Regions from separate parts of the Hordeum vulgare genome. Here region 1 is linked to region 2. Evidence: chromatin contacts called from public Hi-C data. All regions are on one chromosome and are shown on one strand. The core of a region is the stretch at or near the end of the contact, and the rest is flanking DNA. Distances in the headings are between cores, read along the strand shown. Region 1 has its middle 99 kb from the start of LOC123426274. Region 2 holds the start of LOC123426274 (N-acetyl-D-glucosamine kinase-like).

Region 1 (6,093 bases), core at 564-3,063, 98 kb after region 2:
TGTCTACGCATTAGCTTCGGTCTTATATGGTTGCTATTTATCGACGTGTTTTTCTGTATGCATATGTGTGTTGGTTGTGTGCATTGTAACTATGCAGAGATTGGATATGTGCTAATTCAGTAATTATGATTCTATCCTCTTGATGCTTCACTATAAGGCAATAGAATCCACATTTGTCGAAAGAAACATGTGTCTTGTTGGAATATTGGTGCATTGAAAAGACTATGGGTGAAAGTAACAGACTGATTGAAAATATGAAACAAATTTAGGATTGTCAGCTCCTCTTGGAGCTTTGCTAATTTCAACAACGTAATATTTACGATTTCTTAGGATCTTGCATTTCATTATTTTATATGAATCAGCTACCATCTATACTATTGCAAAAAAAACTTGCAATACGAACAAGAGGTGGAACTTGAAGAATTGAGGGAGCACTGTGTTAGATCACGCTAATGTTTGATTTTCTATTAGAACGATTTGTAAATCTTAATGTCTATTTGGAATAGATCCATAATGCATGTTGAATACTGGATTGTCACCTATGATTGTAATGTTAGTCAAGCCGTGTGTTGCACGTGCACGCTTACTATATCAAACCTTTTTTAAAATCGAAGAACTCTTTTCAATTTCGATGTTTTTTTTATTTGATGAACTTATTTCTAAAATTGATGAACCTTTTTTCAAATTTGTGAAAAATCGATGAACATATTTTAGATCTATTTTCGAAAAGTCAACGGTCAAATGGTTTGGCCGATCAACACCTAACTTGGCGACATTGACCGATTGAAGGAACCTCGGTTGTAATCGAGGGGAAGTCCTACATGCCGCTTGCTACGGCAGGGGGTCGCTCCCACACACAGGGGGGCGCCTGACTTGGCCGGTCCAATTTTTGTTAAATCGTATAATTTCATTTTTTTTATGTTTCTTTTTGCCTTTTCTTCTTATTTCTTTTTTCCTTTTTGGCTCATTTTTCTTGCCATTTTCCTTTTTTCTTTTTCTATCAAAACGAACAAACATTAAATTTATCTATCATTTTTTGAAAAGATGAATGTTTTTAAATCAAAGAACAAATTTGAAAGCACGAACAATTTTTTAAAGCATGATTTATTTTGAATCTTGAGAAGAAATTTTAAAACTAAGAAATAATTTTGAAAAATCCTGAACAAATTTGGAACCGCAAACAATTTTCAAAACACGAACATTTTTTGAATCTTGAGAACAAAAATTTAAAATTGAGAACAACTTTGAAAACCTCGAACAAATTTGGAACCGTGAACAATTTTTTAAAAGCACAATCATTTTCTAAATCTTGAGAACAAATTTTGAAAATAAGAACAATTTGGAAAAATACTGAAGAAATTCATAAACGTGACCAATTTTTCAAAACACGGACATTTTTTAAATCTTGCAAACAAACTTCAAAAAGCAAGAGCATATTTTGAAAAACATTTTTAAAAATACAGAACATTTTTTCAAAATCCAGAACATTTTTTGAAAATCCAAAATACTTTTCTATAAATCAAAAACAATTTTCGAATTTGAAGGACATTTTTTGGTAATCCGGAACATGTTTTGAAAATCTAGAACATTTTTTGAAAATCCAGTACATTTTTTGAAAATCCAATACATTTTTTGAAACAGAAACTGAAAAAAAAGGAAAAAACGGATTCGGAGAACCTTCTAGAAGTTTCTTAAAACCGGAAAAAAACGGCTGAAAATATTTAGAATTTTCTCAAAAAAAGAAACTGTGGAACAGTTAAATGCCCGGCCCACTCCTGAAAAACCAAGGCGCATCCCGTACTATTTGACGCAACGCGTGTCAAATAGGGTTTTCCGTGATCGAGCGTCCTGTAGTATTTAACGCATCGTGTGTCAAATAGTGTTTTCCGTGATCGAGCAAAAGCAACGTACAAGCAAACACGTTTCTTGAGCCGGCCCAGCGTGACCGCCAGTGGAGTCAGAGCTCCCGTGATTTTCCCTTTGTTACTCATTGTCCTGTTGTTTCCCTTCTAAGTTGTTTTCTTCGAAAACCACTTCCGTATTTGTTTTGGTAGTAGAAAAACATATTCAACATTAAAATTGTTCGAAAAAATAGGAAAGATATTTCCAACATTTGAAAATTGTTCCCAAACCAAAAAAATGTGCATTAAAATATAACATATTTACAATTTTAAAATTTATATGAATAAAAGATAACACATTTTCATAAACAATATGTTTTTATTAAATTCGAAGTAAATCTAGAATACAAAACAGTATCTTTGTTTCAGTTCATGAATTCAATAAGATATTCTCAAATTTTAAAATTATTCACAATTTAGACAAACTATTCTCTAATTCAAAATAGAAATATAAAATTAATGATCAAAAAACTGATATTTTGGAAAATTTCAGTAGTTTTAGAAATTGTGAAAAATAAATAATCATGGGAATATTTTAAAACTTTGAATATTTTTGGGGTAAATGTTTTCTGGAAAAACGCAGATAAATTTCGAATTTCAGAACTTTTTTTAGATAAAGTGAATAAGTTTGGAAAAAGGAATAATATTTTGAGAATGTGATTTTTTCTGAAGTTTCTCAACTTCTTTTGGAAATTACGAACAAATTTTATCATTGTTCAAAAAATGAACAAAGTATTGTCATGATTTATCTTAGAAATGCGAGCAATATTAGAAATTTCTGAACATATATTTTGGAAATATGATCATTTTTTGGGGAAATTACTTTTTCGAAATTTATATTATTTTAAAAAAGACACCCAAAATAGTAAGAAAAAATAAAAATGAAGAACATAAACAGAAAAATAAGAATAAACAGTGCAACAGAAACCGAAAAAAGGGTAAGTGAACCTTCTACAATTTCCACAACCGAAATGAACAACAACTAAATGAACCGAACTAGTGCACTCCATTATGTGCGTTTGGTCGACAATGATTTGACGCCCGCGACAGCAACTAGTTGGCGAGCGTTTTTAAGAGAGCGCCCTAATGATCACCCCACGCAGCATCACTAGGCGCATTTCCAGCTCTCGTCATGCGTCGCATTTTGATCATTTTTTAGATTTTTTTCGCATGCATTTTTGACTTTTTAAAATGTTTTTTTTGGTGTTCTGTTTTCACCAATGTTTCTTTATTTAAAAAAAAATAATTCAAAAAAAAACTTGCCAAAAAAACTTGTTTTATTTGGAGAGCCACGATTTTTCTTTCGCGAGAGGCGTAATTTTGCTTTCGTAAGAGGTACGTTTTTTCTTTCGTGAGAAGCAGGATTGTGCCTCTCGAAAACGAAAAAAACACGTTTCTATTTTTTTGCGAGAGATACGGTTTTGCTTTCATGAGAGGTACGATTTTGTTTTCGCGGGAGACACGACCGTATTTCTGAAAATGTAAAAACACGTTTTTTGTTTTTTCCATGCAAGACACGGTTTTGTTTCCGCGAGAGGCATGGTTTTGCCTTCGCAAGAGGCTCGGCCGTGCCTCTAAAAAAATATTTTTCATATTTTCTTCCTATCACGAGACATGGTTTTGCTTTTGTGAGAGGCGCAATTTTGCTTTCATGAGGCCGATTGTGTCTTTCGGAAACGAAAGAAACACATTTTTTCATGCGAAAGGCATTGTTTTGCCTTCACAAAAGACACGGTTTTGCCTTCACCAGAGACACTGTCGTGGCTCTTGGAAACCAAAAGAAAAACATATTTTTCTGTTTTTTCTATCATAGGAAGCATAGTTTTTTCTTTGATTTTTTTGTTCGATTTTTTAAAAAAAAATCATCAAAAATTATCAACATTGGATCTTGTTTTAATGATCTCGACGTGAGAAACGCAACTGTGAAAACGATTCGAAAGTTGGACGCACAGTTTGAAACATAAAACATTTTAAAAATACGAGTCTACGAAAAAATCTCCAAAATTATGACACGTGGTACACATACAGTGCGTCAATTGTCGCAACGTGGAAAGGTGAGAGTGTTTTCTGAAAGGAATATTCCTCACGTAGAGCAACTCCAACAAACACGCTATTACAATGATGCATCGTAAAACCTGCTTTTAGTGTGCGGACCAGACTTTCACGCTCCAGCAGCCGCGCAAAAATCATGTACACGCTATAATCGATATAGCGCGTGGATCAAGACGGCATCACGCGCTACGTATTTGGTGCGGCCGCTGGCGCGCTGGAAATTCTGAGCTGCTGAAGATGAGGTCGCTGGATTGGGCGCGCGTTTGTTGGAGCAAACGTCCTCCAACACACTAAAAACATTATTTAAAGCTGTATAATTTTTTTAGGACACCATGCTAGTGGGTCGGAGTTGTCTCAATGGTTGATAAGACAATCTTACCTTAAATCTTGCATTTATTTAGAGATGACAAAAAAAGAGTCTACAATGGATCATCTCTTAGCCTTATCTTCTACTAGTGCAATGACAGTGCGTTGCTACGGAACTATAAAATATGAGGAGTTAGGTCACTGTCTTAGAAATTTATCAAAATACGGTGACGCCGGAATTTACTCGCGGTTCACTATTAGAAAGGTCAAAAGTACCACAAAAGATCACGCGTTAGGCATTGGAGAATCTTAAGTGACCACGATCCTTTACAAACACAACATCTCGAATGTTGAAACATATGAGAATAGACAATGGTACTACACAAGGTCGTGGACCAGGTAGGAGGATAAGGTCTATCATCGTTTTTGAATTACAATCTGTTCACTCTCTTGTTCTGTAATATAAAACTGAAATAACTTGGCTGAGAAAAAAAAGAAAAAGAAAAACAAGAGCATTATATTGAGTTAGTCGCATTTTTGCATTTGTTAATTTGTGCCCAAGTGTTAGTCTCACATGAATAGTAGTGTACTATTTATTTGTGTTTGGTTTCACATGTGAGCACAAACACATGTGTTTATTTATGTTTATGGAAGGTTGCTATTCTCAATGCGGGTAGGAGTGCATTTGTTTATGGAAAACGCTTCTAGCAGTAGTCTCATGCAAAACTTTTCTCAGACGGGTCCAAGGCGTTGATTCTCTTTTATTACAACGATTTGCATTCCTAATCGGGAGCGAGTAAATCTCGCTGGCCCCAGCTAAACAACCCTACCACGCGTCACATGTGAGTCAATCTCGCCGCCCAACCCACCCACCCATCTCGTCTCGCATCCTTCAGGCGTGCTTAGCGCCTGATGTCGTTGAGCTTCACGGCGGAGGCTACGGTACCTCCGCCACGACGCTACTCCGCAACATCTACTCCACGTCACCGGTGCGGCCGCCTGTACCCATCCCCGTCTGCTCGGCTGAACGCTGTTGTCACCACCGACCATGTCAGCCTATCCCCTCCCGCAAGACCCTACCTCGTCCCATGTCTCCTATCCTGCTGCTGCACCATTTCGGTTCGGCAAAGAAGCTTCAAGCCGCATCCCAGGCGTTTTCCCCCAAGCATGCACTCATTCGAACTAGGGTTTGATAATCTTATGTTTGATTCAATTTTAATCACTTGATTTGATTTGCGTTCTTTGTATGGGGTGCTTGCTTCGGTGAATTTATTGAGTGCATCTATGAATATCAGATGCTTAATGGATTACTATGTCATCTATCAATTTTGGTTAATTTCTTATGCAGATCACAACAGTATGTTGCTAGTCTTGATGATAATATGCTTCCATTCAAATTTAAATCTGCTACCAAACTACTATGTTCGTGCTTCTTAGTTCTATAGCATCTAAATTTTTGTACACATGCTTCAAGAAACCATATTTTTTTGCTTCCAAATGCCCAAAACTAATCCCTTCGTCTCAAAATAAGTGTCTCAAGTTTTTACTAGCTTTAGTATAAAGTTGTACTAAGCTTGAGACACTTATTTTAAAACGGAAGGAGTATATCAACTATATGTTGGCGAGTCAAAATTTAAAATATTAATCCTGTTGGTGACCAAGCATTTTTATTTGTTAGCAGAAATATATAGTGAGCTACTGTACTTAAATTTCTTCTTCATAGTGCTTCTTTGTTCTATCAGATGTGCTTCTAATATAGAGATATTCTCCGGCGGGCACATCATTTAGCGAGATCAAATTCATATGCTTTCCAGTGCATCTTAAATATGTTGAT
Region 2 (6,869 bases), core at 1,515-4,014:
TAAAACCCTCCTCGAGGGACTAGTGAAAGCAAAACCCCGGGGATTTGAGAGGATTGGGTGGAACAAAGGGATTCACCCAATCTCCTGAAATCCCTCCCTCTCAAAACCTCTCCAATCCCCCTTAACCAAATGAGACCTCACTGGGGCATGCACTCCCTTCGCTGGCGTCCCCTTGGGTGGAGGGAGGAAGGGGAGGTGCCTGGTGGGCGGTGGCAGCGCGATTAGGGTTCCGCGGTGTCGTCGTCAGAGTGAGTTGTTAATGTCGAACGTTCATTCAGAGCAAGACCTCACAGAGGACACAAACATCTTCAATTCTTTTTTATTGCACCTTTTTCTATTGAAAAACTTTCAGCTAAACTAGTATTCTTTCTTTCCTTTTTCACATATTTCTTAAACTAGTATTCTTTCTTTCCTTTTTCACATATTTGTGATATAAACCTTGCTGAAGACATTACAACACATTCAAAACAACTTGCTACAACAAATGCAAAACACTAGGTGATAGTGCGACACAGAACATAATTTACACGAATGTGGTAGGAGATTGAGCGCTGGACACTTTAAGCAACAGCCCTCAGGTCACCATCCAGTTCACTTGCTATGGCATTCCATGCTAGTAATGCTGCACCAACAGCTGGTTCCACCTGCAGGTACAGACAGACATAAGCTTTCTATATGAGATTTAGTTTGGACATTTGTCTTGGGATCTGAAGATATTCATTCCTGAGGTGAACACCATTTCTACAACTTTGTAAACTAATCCGTAACTTTATTCCTGGTGCAACTAAAATCTTCTCTGACATAGGAGTATTTTTTTACATCAGTCATTTAATTAAAGATGGCAGGATCGGCAGAACGTTTCCGAGTAGGCATTATGGTAGACACACAATATGTTTATAGTTTGGCTCACCTCGGGATGTATTGGATATGCCCCTGGATAAGTCTTGGTAACACAATTTATCACTTCCTTTCCAATGTCCCACCGCTTGTTTGCCTCAAGAACTTTACCGACCATAACGAGCGGAAATAGATCTTTTCCATCTGCAAAATTAGAAGGTCAGAAACATGTTGAGATCTTTCTTCCTGAGGTAAACAAATATAGAGGATCCAGAAGTTCAATTTTTTGTGAGGACACTAAATTTATTTTTCTATTTGCCATTTTTATGGCAAGTGGCCTATATTTTTGTGGCAAGGCCTGTTATGCATGTCATTCAGAAGGAAGTCGCTATTTCACCTTCCCCACTCAGCGCAAGTCTCTGCACTACAGCCTTGACACTGGAAGCTAGTTCACCAACTGAATTGTGCAAGATCTTGTTTGCTACTTCATCGCCGGCTTCGGCGGATTCTACCACAACAGGCAGAATGTCAGCGATGCGTGCCCAAGATTGGTCTTCGTATGTCCAACTGTCATGAAAAGAGTGAGCAGGTAAGCAATTGTTGCAATTTTCATGGTAGCACATTATTGCAGTTTTTCATTCTGTGATCTTCAATCCTAGTTAACATTATGCTTCAGCTCACATAATGCCAGCAGATGAATATTTGAGTAGACTTGCACTTGTTTCCACACTAAGTAAAACCAAACAAGTTGATCGATTCAAAAGGATATTTACCCTATCAGTTCATCAGGCGATGCGAGTCCAAGGAAGTCAAGGATGTTGTTTGTGAGTAGTGTTTCAGGACCCCTGCCATCATAGGCCCTCACAACTGCTGTCAATGCCTGTGCTGAAATCCCATAGCCACTGCAATATATAGTGCCACAACAACTAGAAATCAGCTTCAGTAGTTGCTTCTTAACCAGTTTCCTCCTCCACTTAAAAGATATAGTACCATGTACCAAGGAGTTAAAAGATGGAGAAGAAGTTTGTTGTGTCTAACCTTCCCCAGTCACCTAGCACTGGCCCTGCACCAGCTGCCCGAGCTTCCCTGCCGTCGGTGGTGAAACCGTAGGCTATGGTCCCTGTCCCTGCGATGAGCACGCAACCGTGGAGCTTGCCCATGGTGCCGCTCGCCAGTGCCGCCACCGCGTCGTTCTCCACGAACAGCTTCACATGGCTCGGAAAGATCTCCCTGGAACAGACAGATGTTGTTTTTCAGAGCTAATTCAGCTTCCCTACGGATTTCTTGGCAGCAGGTACTAACAGATCGATAAGCACCTGAGCCAGTCCAGCATTCTGTGCTGGTCGATGGGGTGGTTGACGCCGGCCACGGCCAAGCAGACCGCGCACACGTTTGATCGTCTCCGGCGAGCCTTGTGGAGAGCCTGCGCCATCACTCGCTCCAGCGTCTCCCTCGCCTTGTCCTCTGAAGAATTTCAAGCCAAAAGTTATCAGGTGGAAGTGGAATCCAGCCGGGCAGGCCAGCGTTGATGTGATGGTTGGATGGCAGGTGGTGGTACGCCTACGTACCTCCTACTGAGTTCTGGTTCGAGCATCCGGCGACGGCGCGGGCGAGGACGGGGAGCGGGTCGGCGAAGGGCATGGCGGCCGGGATGCAGACGCAGACGGTGTTGCTGGCGCCGCCGTCAACGCCGAGGACGACGCTGCAGCCCATGCGCGGGCTGTGGCGGTCCTCCATCTCCCATATGTCCCTAGCGGTGTACCTCTGCATCCTCCCTCCCTTCCTCCCCCCCCTGGTTAGCTACCCCAGACCCAGCAGACAGACGAAAGGTAGGAGGTATATGCTCTCCTTCTCCTTCTAGGCTCTCCCTACCAAATGATGCAGCTCGATTGGTGACTGCAGCTTTGTTATATATATGTACATGTAGCGGGTGCACTAATAAGTCGCATCTAATGGCGACATGTTTCGTCGAGGAGAAAAGGACAGGGAGACGAAGGTGACGCATGGAACGAAATTGCAAGTGCAAGGGCGGCTGTCCGCGCGCGCGTCCAATGGCGCGACGGCCGAGTTGTTTAGGGACACGCCTCTAGTAATCCGCGTGCTTTGTCATTTCCTGCCAAAGTTACACGGTTCGTTACTGACAGCACTGGTATAAACCATGGATCTTACTGGACAGTCTGCTGCCAAAGTTACAGTTTTATGGGTACCGCGAGATTTTTGCTGTTATTTCTAACTTTTTGTCAGCTGCTCTCTTGATTCTATCTCTGCCGGTGCCGGTGATTGGTACAACCGGTCGGCCGCTGGGAGAAGATTCCAATCTCTTGTTCTTGGTAAAAACGGGCGTTGATGTTGGACAATGTTTTCTTCGGCACCCCCTAGTTTTTATTTTCTTTTGAAAATTCGGTACCCCTAGCTGAATCAACGGTTTTAGATTATAACATGCTTTCTCCGTTCTTAAATATAAGTCATTTAAAAAATTTCACTAGGAGACTACATACAAAACAAAATGAATGAATCTACGCTATGTTCGTATACATCCGTATGTAGTCTTTTAATGGAACCTTTAAAAAGATTTATATTTAGGGACGGAGGGGTACCAATTTCAATAAGTGGTTATGGTGAGAAAATGCCAAATGAAGGTCGGACTCCATGGAGAACAAATTTGAAAACTTTAAAATTTAATCTTTTTCATTTAAAAATTACTGGAAAAAATTTGTGTGTACCTAGAGACATAAATATAGATGTGTGTAAATTTCTAGTGGAAATATGTTAAAATGAGAGCTAAAAAACAAATAGGTGCTATTTTAGCATTTGCATTGTTCTCCCTCAAAATTCATCATTTTATTTTTTACAGCTCGCAATTTAAGATATTTCATCCTAAAATTTTACAGACATACACATTACATCCTTTTATATATGTATATTTTTTCATAGTTTTTTAAAACTAAAAAGTAAATTTAAGTTTTTCAAAATTAGAACTGCCATGGAGCTTGGTCTCAAATGCCCTACTCGTTATAGTGGTCAAATGAAAAACTAATCAACTTAGGGCTTTTTATATCATTACAAGAATTTGAAAACATATGAATAGAAAATGCGTAGATTTGAAATGTGAAGCAAACCAAATTTTGCGTTCTTTGGTACAAATGAGCGTTGATATTGCACAAGAAAATGTAAATACTATTACGGAACTGAACAACACCGACCACGAGATTGCATCATCAGAGACGAGTTTTCGACCAGTTAATGCCTCGGGGTCAGGCATTAACCCCGAGGAGGGTTGTGATGGGCTTGGTGAGCAAACGTCAAAACTCAACCACTTTTATGAAGGTGAAACCCAAAAGATTTTCGTTGGGGCGTAACCCTCTTAGCTACGCGCCACATCGAAACCGGGTGTGGTGTCAAATGGGCAAGGATCGGCTCCGCACCCGCATTCTTAGTGGAGCGCTACATTGGCGCCCATGTGTAGTGAAAAATGAGCAAGAGTCTTCACATTTGACTCGATGAGTGCGAAGGGTAAGGAAGCTAGTCCAGTCTAGGAGGATCCTCTTAGGTAGCTGGAACGTAGGGTCTTTGAAGGGTAAGTTTCGGGAGGTAGTTGATACATCAGTGAGGAGAGGTGTTGATATCCCTCGTGTCCAAGAGACCAAATGAAGGGGACAGAAGGAGAAGGAGGTGGAGGGTACCGACTTCAAGCTATGGTACACGGGGACGACTGCCCAACAGAAATGGAATAGGCATCTTGATCAATAAGAGCCTCAAGTATGGAGTGGTAGACGGTAAGAGACGTGGTGACCAGATTATTCGAGTCAAGCTGGTAGTTGGGGACTTAGTTCTCAACGTTATCAGTGTGTATGCCCCGCAAGTAGGCCATAATGAGAACACCAAGAGGGAGTTTTGAGAAGGCCTAGATGACATGGTTAGGAGTGTACCGATTGGTGAGAGGCTCTTCATAGGAGGAGATGTCAATGGCCACATGGATACATCTAACACAGGTTTTGAAGGGATGCATGGAGGCTTTGGCTATGGCATCAGGAATTAAGAAGGAGAAGATGTCTTAAACTTTGCTATAGCCTACGACATGATCGTAGCTAATATCCTCTTTGAAAAGAGAAAATCACATCTAGTGACTTTTAGTAGTGGTCTACACTCTAGCCAGATTGATTTCATCCTCCCGAGAAGAGAAGACAAGCGTGCATGCCTAGATTGTAAGGTCATACCTGGAGAGAGTGTTGGCCCTCATCATAAGCTTGTGGTTGCTGACTTTTGCTTTCGGATTCATGTCGAGCAGGACAAGGATGTCAAAGTCGTTAAAACGAAGTGATGGAAGCTCAAGAGGGAGGTAGCTCAGGCGTTCAAGGAAAGGTTCATTAAGAAGGTCCCTTGGAAGGAAGGAGATGATACAGAGAACATGTGGATGGAGATGGAAACTTGCATTTGTAAGGTGGCCTCAGAGGAGTTTAGAGTGTCCATGGGAAGTAGAAGTGAAACTTAAGATACCTGGTGGTGGAACAATGATGTTCATAAGGCAATTAAGGGGAAGAAATATTGTTTCAGACGCTTATACTTGGATAGGGTGCGAACAACATAGAGAAGCACAAGATGGCAAAGAAGGCCGCAAAGCGAGTTGTGAGTAAAGCAAGGGATTGTGCTTATGAGGAATTCTACAAGTGGTTAGACATGAATGAAGGCGAAAGGGACATCTATAAGATGGCCAAGATCCGAGAGAGGAAGACGAGGGATGTTGATCAAATCAAATGCATCAAGGACGGAGCAGATCATCTCCCGGTGAAAAATGAGAAGATTAAGCATAGATGGTGGGAGTACTTTGACAAGTTGTTTAATGGGGAGAGTGAGAGCTCTACCATTGAACTGGACGACTCCTTTGATGATACTAGCAGACGTTTTGTGCGGCAACTCCAGGAGTCGAATGTCAAGGAGGCTTTAAAAGGGATGAAATGAGACAAGACGATGGACCCTGATTGTATCCCCATTGAGGTGTGGAGAGGCCTCAGGGACATAGCGATGTCATAGCTAACCAAGCTTTTCAACCTAATTTTTCAGGCAAACAAGATGCCAGAATAATGAAGACAGAGTATATTAGTACCAATCTTCAAGAACAAGCGGTGTGTTCAGAGTTGTACTAATTTTGATGGAATTAAGCTAATGATCCATACAATGAAGCTATGGGAGAGAGTCATTGAGAACCTCGCTTGGAAAACGTGACCAAAAATCTATTTGGTTTCATGCCTGGGAGGTCGATCATGGAAGCCATTTTCTTGGTACGACAACTTATGGGGAGATACAGGGAGCAAAAGAAGGACCTACATATGGTGTTTATTGACTTGAAGAAGGTCTATGATAAGATACCGCGGAATGTCATGTGGTGGGCCCTGGAGAAACACAAAGTCCTAGTGAAGTACATTACCCTCATCAAGTACATGTACGATAACGTTGTGACAAGTGTTCAAAAAAGTGATGACGAGACTGATGACTTCCCGATTAAATAGGACTGCACCAGGGGTCAGCTTTGAGCCCTTATCTTTTTGCCTTGGTGATGGATGATGTCACAAGGGATATATAAGGAGATATCCCATGGTGTATGCTCTTTGCGGACGATGTGATGCTAGTCGATGATAGTCGGGCGGCGGTCAATAGGAAGTTAGATTTATGGAGACAAAACTTGGAATCGAAAGGTTTTATACTTAATAGAACTAAAACCGAGTACATGAGGTGATGTGTGAGTATTACTAGGCACGAGGAGGAGGAGGAGATTAGCCTTGATGCCAGGTGGTGCCTTAAAAGGACACCTTTCGATATTTGAGGTCAATATTGTAGAATGATGGGGATATCGATGAAGATGTGAACCATCAAATTAAAGTCGGATGGATGAAGTGGCGCCAAGCTACTGACATTCTTTGTGACAAGAGAGTGCCACAAAAACTAAATGGCAAGTTATATAGGATGGCGATTCGACCCGCAATGTTGTATCGCGGTGAGTGCTGGACAAGAAAAAGACGACATATGCAAGAGTT

Evidence for each region. Hi-C and Micro-C count contacts between places; a contact is called where the count stands out from the background.
Region 1: a Hi-C map of leaf shows a contact between it and region 2, with 3 times the contacts expected there. The contact joins the enhancer-like site here to the promoter of LOC123426274 in region 2. A contact is called at or near these places in 3 of 6 Hi-C or Micro-C datasets (leaf and seedling).

Annotation. Positions count from the first base shown.
Region 1 is chr2H:357,088,903-357,094,995 of MorexV3_pseudomolecules_assembly, forward strand. No RefSeq gene overlaps it. Among protein-coding and RNA genes, the nearest start is that of LOC123426274, 99 kb to the left of the region's middle. Within about 2 kb of position 1,814, at least 2 of the 3 cell types and tissues checked have open chromatin away from gene starts, as enhancers often do. A contact at or near this core is called in leaf, where this site is marked.
Region 2 is chr2H:356,990,252-356,997,120 of MorexV3_pseudomolecules_assembly, forward strand. LOC123426274 (N-acetyl-D-glucosamine kinase-like) reads right to left here and starts at 2,765. Exons shown (of 7, transcript XM_045110075.1): 1 at 2,406-2,765; 2 at 2,154-2,301; 3 at 1,876-2,067; 4 at 1,611-1,739; 5 at 1,235-1,404; 6 at 911-1,041; 7 at 391-644. The coding sequence starts at 2,607. The coding sequence ends at 561. It overlaps LOC123426275 (a long non-coding RNA gene), which reads left to right and starts at 2,575. Exons shown (of 2, transcript XR_006622127.1): 1 at 2,575-2,666; 2 at 2,765-3,063.